Linked DNA regions of Sus scrofa: region 2 is linked to region 1. The links are chromatin contacts, called in public HiChIP or PLAC-seq maps. All regions are on one chromosome and are shown on one strand. The core of a region is the stretch at or near the end of the contact, and the rest is flanking DNA. Distances in the headings are between cores, read along the strand shown. Region 1 holds the start of TMEM199 (transmembrane protein 199). Region 2 holds the start of KIAA0100 (protein KIAA0100 homolog).

Region 1 (3,594 bases), core at 310-2,809:
GAAAAGAAATGACTCCTCCAAAAAGAGTTAGTGGCGGAATTAGGGCTAGAATCTAGACACTACTTCCAATTCAGATCTTTCAACAGTTTTTCATCATCCTATCTCATAAAAAGAAAAAAACATATCAGATCTGACCACTTTTGCTTTTGAGATGAAAAGAAATGTGGATTCCCAAACAGGACAAGCTCGATATGCTGTTTTCTTTCTTTCGACTTTTTTTTTTTTTTTTTAAGGGCCACACCCGCGGTATATGGATGTTCCAGCAACACCAGATCTGAGCAGCGTCTGCAACCTACACCACAGATCATGGCAACACTGGATCCTTAACCCACTGATCAAGGCCAGGGATCGAACCCGAGTCCTCATGGATGCTAGTCAGGTTCGTTACCCACTGAGCCACGATGGAAACTCCAATTGTTCTGTTTTCTAATGTGGCTTAAAAGGAAGAAACTGAACCTATGCAGTGGTAATGCGTTAAAACATGTATTTCTTCAAGGGTCAGGTGAGCCTAAGCGGGCCTGGAAGTGAAGAAGAGATTCAAGAGAGCAGAAACCGCACAGATAAAATTTTGTCATCCACAAAGAATGCCTATGGAAGTTGTGAAGGGAGTGGGTTCCCCAGAGTTTATGAGGTGACTCTTGGATTGGCTAGATGACCATTCTGTGGGTGAAAGAGAGTATTAGATTTGAAACTGGGTCCCCCTAAAACTGAATTCTCTGAGTTTGTGATTAACCTCTCTAGCCAAAACTTTCTTCCCTCTAACTCAATCCTGTGCTAATGGAACACTAATCACCAGTTAGATGGCTAAAACTGCTATTGTCATTAGCAAACTTAAGGTGCTAAAATCTGTTACAGAGATCATTAACCTGCAAACTCAGGCGTTTCTCCAGAGCCAGAGGTGAACTAATAGACTCCCGAGCCATGGGCCACCTGGCCCGAAAACTGTAAACCAGAGACTTGCCTACTCCCAATTGGAAATGCCACTGAAATGTCGCAAGACAATGACTGTTCCCATCCTCTTTGTTCTACTCCTTTAAAAGCAAACCCCTTAACTCAAAGGACAATTTGAAGCAGATCTGAGGCTTGTCTCCCACTCCCTTGTTTGGCACCCTGCAATAAACACTGCACTTTTCTTCACCACAAGCCTGTGTCAGTAGAATGGATTTGCTTGGAGTTGGGCAGGCAGACGCCAATTTGGCTCCGCAACCGTATACATCCTTCAGAAAAATGCTAGAGGTGTGGAAATAGACCTCAAAGGGGACAAAACTCTGGAAAAAAAAAAGGAAGCGACTCTGAACTGGAGACTGGGGCTCACCCCTTTCTCTCAGGTACTGGTGTAGATCCCGGATCAGGCGGAAAGAAACCAGGCGTTCAGGGCCAGGAGGGCCATCGCCGCCCTTGTGCTTCTTTCCCAACGCGGCCTCAAGATCTGCTCGCAGTTTCTTGGGCAGCTGCTCTGGCTCCAGTTCCCCGCCGGGGCTCAAAGCGCGTACCAGCCGCTCCCCGGCCAGCAAGCAAGACGCCATGTCTAAGCGACTGTAGGGTCACGTGACCCCGAGCAGGGACTTCCGTCCGCCTGCGCCGGAAGCAGCTCTGAGCTCGTTGGGCGGGGCGGAGGGCCAAGGGGGCGGGGACGCGGCGCGGGGCAGTGTGGGGCGGGGGCGGAACGCCGCCCGGCCGCGGGTCGGGCTGTGTGTCAGCAGCCCAGCGGGCACTCGGGCGGGACATGGCGGGTTGTGTGGCCCGGCGGGCCTTGACCGTGGGCGGTCGCTGGTGGTCCCGGTCGCTGACCGGGGCTCGTGGGCCGAGACCGCTGTGTGCAGCGGGTGGAGCTGGGGCCTTAACACCAGCGGCGACCACGACGACGCGGAGGCACCTCTCGTCCCGGTGAGGGACGGAGCGCGGGGGCCCTTCCGGAGCCCAGGGAGCGTGTCTCGGGTCAGAGAGGAGGCCAGGGGGCCCGGCCAGCTGAGGGTGACGAAAGTTCGACCCGGGGGAGGGCGCGGGCCGGGAGGCGACCTGCGCTGCCTTGGAGGCGTGCCAGGAGCAGAGACGGGAGTGCGGCCCCGAGCGCTGGGTTGTGCAGGGCTGACTCTGAGGGGGAAGCAGCAACCCCCCCAGAACGAACCCTACCTTCCCGAATGCTGTTAGTGGGCAGCCTTTTAATTAAGTCCTAGGGCTTTTGACTTGAACCTCCAGCCCGTGACTGGGTCAAGGCCTGCCTCAGAAAGATGCTAGAAGTGGGAAACTGGACCCGAGTCTGCGCTCAGTGTAACCTTAGGGACACATTTTCCTCTTTATGTGACTTGGGGAAGGGGGTTTCCAGGCGTGGGGTTGTGTGAGCAAGTGTCTCTAAGGATGGGCCAGGCAGATCACATTTGAGCAGGTGGATCAAGTGGGAGGAAGCATGAAGTTCACATTGCCACGATAGAAAAGAGGGCTTTGAAGGGCCCCTAGAAAAAGCAATGTCCAGAGAGGTCATTGTGAGAGCCGAGTGGCTGAGATTATACGCTGGTATTGGGGAGAGATGATAGCTATTTGCAGTTTAAGACCCCTGTGAAAATTGATGTAAATCTAAACAAAAATTAGATTGAGAAAGTAAATCTAGGTGGAATGCAGGGAGTAGTACACTTGCAAATCTAGAGATGATGAAGCCCTTCATGGGCAGGTTTAGAGGGAGGGAGATGGACATGGACTTGTAACACAAAACAAGGTTTTTTGTTTTGTTTTGTTTTTTTCTTTTCCTAATTTGTCTTTTTAAGGCTGCACCTGCAGCATATGGAGGTTCCCAGGCTAGGGGTCGAATGGGAGCCTCAGCTGCCGGCCTACACCACAGCTCACAGCAATGCCGGATCCTTAATGCACTGCATGAGGCCAGGAATCAAACCCATGTCCTCATGGATACTCCTCTGGTTTGTTAACCACTGAGCCACTGACAGGAACTCCAAAACAAGTATTTTTTTGAGCACCCCATTTTATACCAGGCTTTGCAAGGGAGCACAGGCTAATCACACAGGCGTTGCTCCTGGGGAAGTTACAGTTTCTAATGGAGATAAAACAGGAACACAGATAACTGAAATGCAAGGTGGGAATGGCAGTTAAAATGCCTTCGGAGATCAGGAAGGTGGGTCAGGGAAGAAAGGGAGGCAAGGGATACAATTAAGCAGAGTCTGAGGGCATGATATGAGGAACTCTGAGAGTCAAGAGACAAGAAAGTTGTCTGGGAAACCAGAGAGGCATCTGTAGCTGGACCTCAAAGGAGGAAAGGGAGAAAGTGGGAAGGAAGGACCCTTACCTCCTTGAGTCGGCCCCACTGCCCCAGCCCTTCTCTGCTGTCATTGCCCTGGCCCCTCAAGTATCTAGTGGCTTTTTCTGATGGATTAGTACTCTCCTCTTCTTAGCTTTTTAGTTGCTTGTTCTTTTCCTTCCGAATCAGAAACCGACCAGAAGGCAAAGTTTTGGAGACAGTTGGTGTGTTTGAGGTGCCAAAACAGAATGGAAAATATGAGACTGGGCAGGTGAGTGCTGAGCTAGGTCCTCTTTCTTAAATCTTTCTTTCTTTCTTTTTTTTTTTTTTGTCTTTTTAGGGCCACA
Region 2 (3,594 bases), core at 742-3,241, 260 kb before region 1:
AACGTGTCTTAGTAAGCTGAGGTCTCAAACTAGTTGAGCTCATTCTGCCCGCTTCCCCCTTATTCTACTTCGGTTGCATCGATCCCTTGAGATCACTCCAGAATGTAAACATAATGAAAGCAACATTTCATGCTAATGAGATAGTTGGGAGTTGGGTGGTAATAGCCTAGGGAGAAAGAAGGCAAGTGATAGAAACATCTGAGTAAAGAGAACAACTTGCACAACATGAATGACAGTAGGGAGATGTGTTGTAGTTACCCCTTCTAGCTTGGTCAGAGTTTTCACTAAGTTATTACATCTTCCCTGAAAGTTCACAGACAGCGTATATCTTGAGGCTGCAGATTACAAGGATGATCGTGGAACTATAGTTGAGAGTTAAGTATGAACTTGAAAAAAACAGTGGCAGAGCCCTTGGGGAAATGTGAAATGACCAATGAGAGGACTTGGTAAGGAAGGAAACCTGTTGGGAGGGTAAAAGCAACTCTGGGTAACCTAGGTGAAAGTTGAAATGGGGCTTTATCTGAAGGAGTGGGAAAGAAAGTCCCCAAGTGAAATCCTGAAGGAGTTTATGGAGATGAGGATGTCAGAGCAAAGGGATATGAGGTATTTATTTTTAAATCCTTAGAATTTCTTTAGCTTGTACTGTGTTAGCATCACTGCACTAGAGTTGGAAGGAACATTTGTCCTGTTGCATTTCACAGAGAAACAGGTAAAATAAAGTTGACTGAATTCTCTATTTCACATAATGATGTTTGCTTTCCAGATAAATTGTTCCCAAAGGGCAAGAACATATATAGATAGTTCTTAGATAGTTCTTGTGGAAGATATGTACAATATGTACACACACACACACACACAAGCTTTTTTTTTTTTTTTTTTTTTTTGGTCTTACCTGCAGCAGGAGGAAATTCCTGGGTCAGGGATCAAACCCACGCCACAGCAATGACCTGGGCAGCTACAGTGACAATACCAGATCCTTAACCCACCGTGCCACAGAGGAATTCCAAGTACAATATTCTTTACTTTTTTTTTTGTCTTTTTGTTATTTCTTTGGGCCGCTTCCGCGGCATATGGAGGTTCCCAGGCTAGGGGTCGAATTGGAGCTGTAGCCACCAGCCTACGCCAGAGCCACAGCAACACGGGATCCGAGCCGCGTCTGCGACCTACACTACAGCTCACGGCAACGCCGTGATCGTTAACCCACTGAGCAAGGCAGGGACCGAACCCACAACCTCATGGTTCCTAGTCGGATTCGTTAACCACTGCGCCACGACGGGAACTCCTATTCTTTACTTCTGTAATACCACTCCAGCGCAGTGCTTTGACTGCTGTTGACAGTAGAAAACTGAAAACTGCAAGGAAAGGTCCAGAATGGTGCTGCCCACACAGCAGCACAATACATATTAACTAGAACATTTGAACAGTAAATGAGTTAAAAATTCATTCTGTTGTGAATGGAATGAGGTGGGACTTTTGAGGCCTTTTAATTACCCCTTGGTTTCCTCAATGATGTTCGGATAAGGCTCTGGAATAAGACAGGATAAGTACTTCGTATGACCCAGGGGTATAACTGGGGCATTAGCCTCAGTCCAGGCCCTAAGTGGCCACGCAGACTCTATACAACTACTCTGGGAAACGCTTTGAGAGAGGATCTCCCCGCAGTGAAGCGATCCATCCGGGTCCTCTGACATCCTGGGAGCGAGCCTAGGCCCGGGCGAGCCTAGGCCCTGGCGAGTAAACCCGGTTCCGCTTTTCCGGGTCCAGAAGGGTGCGCCTGAGGCGGGGCCTGTGTGTCAATCGGCTTGAGGGCCGCTCCCAGTGCGCTCCTTCCGGAGCCACGCCTACACTTCGCGCTAGCAGCCGGTTGGCCCCACTGGATCGCGGGCGCCGGGCGGGCGGGGCCGAAAGACAGCTGGCAGGCTGGCTGGCTGCGGGAGGGGGCGGGGCGCACTCGCGCCAACGCTTCCTCCCCCCGCGCTGTCCCTGCGCTTGTTGCTGGTCGGCCCGTGGCGGCCCAGCTTGGAGCCGGCGGGGGCTGCCCCGGCAGGGCGGGGGCCAGAGCCGGGCCGGGCCGGGGCCGGAATGCCCCTGTTCTTCTCCGCGCTCTTGGCCTTGCTGTTGGTTGCGCTCATCGCCCTCTTCCTAGGCCGGTGAGGGGATCCCAGCTACAGCGGGGGAGGGGACAGTGGGAAGGGAAGGAAGAGAGGCTGAGGAGGGGGCGCGCGCAGGAAAGAAGCGGGCGGGAGGGGGAAGGGGCTAGAGGTGGGGAGATGGAGAGGGGGAGGGGCCGAGGAGGGGGCTAGCGACTAGGAAAGGGATCGAGCGGGGGCGTACGACCGGAGCTGTCTCGGAAGAACCGGGAGTGGGGGGGAGAACAAGCAAGCGGACGAGGCCTGAGGAGATGCTACGATTGGGAGGAGGATGGAGGTGTGAGTGAGGACGGGGCTCGGCTTTTCTTTTTCCATTCACTCGCCTCTGAACGTCCTCTTCCGCGAGCGCGAAGGGCACCTGCAACCTGCCCTGGGGAGCAGGAACAGGTCTGGCTGCCCAGGGAGAGCGGCATTTGAGTCGGCTGGGTGTGACCCCACAGTGCCTTCTCGCGGACACCTGTCTGGAAGGCGAAGGAGACCCTTTGGGGTGATGTGATGGGCACATCTGGCAGGGGTGCTTGTCCTTCGACTTCTCTTGGGAGTCTTCTCTCTATCTCTGGGGTTCCTAAGGATTTGAGGGATTGCTTTCTTTGTCTCCAACTTAGAAGGTGCAGTTTAGTTCGTCTGATTTCATCTGGGTGGAGGGGACACTCCAGGGCTGGGGTCCTGATCTGCGCGGATGAATGTATATGACAGAATGGTGTTTTGGAAGACAGGAGAGCTGCCCAGAAGATTCAGCTACAAATCATGGTCCTTTGGAAGGTGTTCTAGGGCCAGCAGGGGGTGAGGGAGGCCATAATTGGGAGAGGGTCCTATGAACTCATAAGGATTTTTCTGCAGGTGGCTTGTGGTCCGGTTGGCCACCAGTTGGTGTCAGCGGAAGCTGAAGGCGGAACTAAAGATTGGCTCCTTTTTTTGGATACAGAATGTTAGTCTTAAATTTCAGCAGCACCAGCAAACAGTGGTGAGAGTCCTGGGAAACTCCCTGGGTAGTATGTGGGGTTGATCCAAATGAATTTCAACTTTTGATTTCCTTTTTTAAGAATTGTAGTGGCTCTCTCTCCTAGTTAACGCAGCCTTGCACCCCTTTGCCAAGATGATCTTAGAGCTAGTTTGGGAATACTGGAATTGATGCAAGTGGTTCTGTTAAAAATGCTTATAAGGCGCAGAGTGTCGAGGGCATGTAAGAAAGATAACAGAAGCACAGAACAAAGATAATGGGAAGTAGAAGAGCTTAATTTAAGAGTGGAAACAGGGCAGCATATTCGTAAAAGAGAAATACTAAGCAAGTTCAGTCCATGTCATTGTGAGGAACAGGCTATCACACTGAGGAGAGAAGCTGGTAGAAATAGTAATGGAGAGTATTTAGTGGAGAGCTATTGCACTTCCTCCTGTTCTTAAAACATTTCCTCGAGTTCCTGCTGTGGCTCAACAGAAATGAATC

What was found. HiChIP or PLAC-seq counts read pairs in DNA pulled down with a chosen protein or histone mark.
Region 2: a contact with region 1 is called in an H3K27ac HiChIP or PLAC-seq map of alveolar macrophages. The contact joins the promoter of KIAA0100 here to the promoter of TMEM199 in region 1. A contact is called at or near these places in 1 of 5 promoter capture datasets (liver) and 1 of 2 datasets of contacts at active chromatin or transcription factors (alveolar macrophages).

The regions. Positions count from the first base shown.
Region 1 is chr12:44,634,344-44,637,937 of Sscrofa11.1, reverse strand. TMEM199 (transmembrane protein 199) reads right to left here and starts at 1,559. Exons shown (of 6, transcript XM_003358166.4): 1 at 1,316-1,559. The coding sequence starts at 1,526. It overlaps POLDIP2 (polymerase delta-interacting protein 2), which reads left to right and starts at 1,636. Exons shown (of 11, transcript XM_003358174.5): 1 at 1,636-1,887; 2 at 3,437-3,518. The coding sequence starts at 1,727.
Region 2 is chr12:44,891,865-44,895,458 of Sscrofa11.1, reverse strand. KIAA0100 (protein KIAA0100 homolog) reads left to right here and starts at 1,991. Exons shown (of 43, transcript XM_003131765.5): 1 at 1,991-2,150; 2 at 2,991-3,114. The coding sequence starts at 2,083.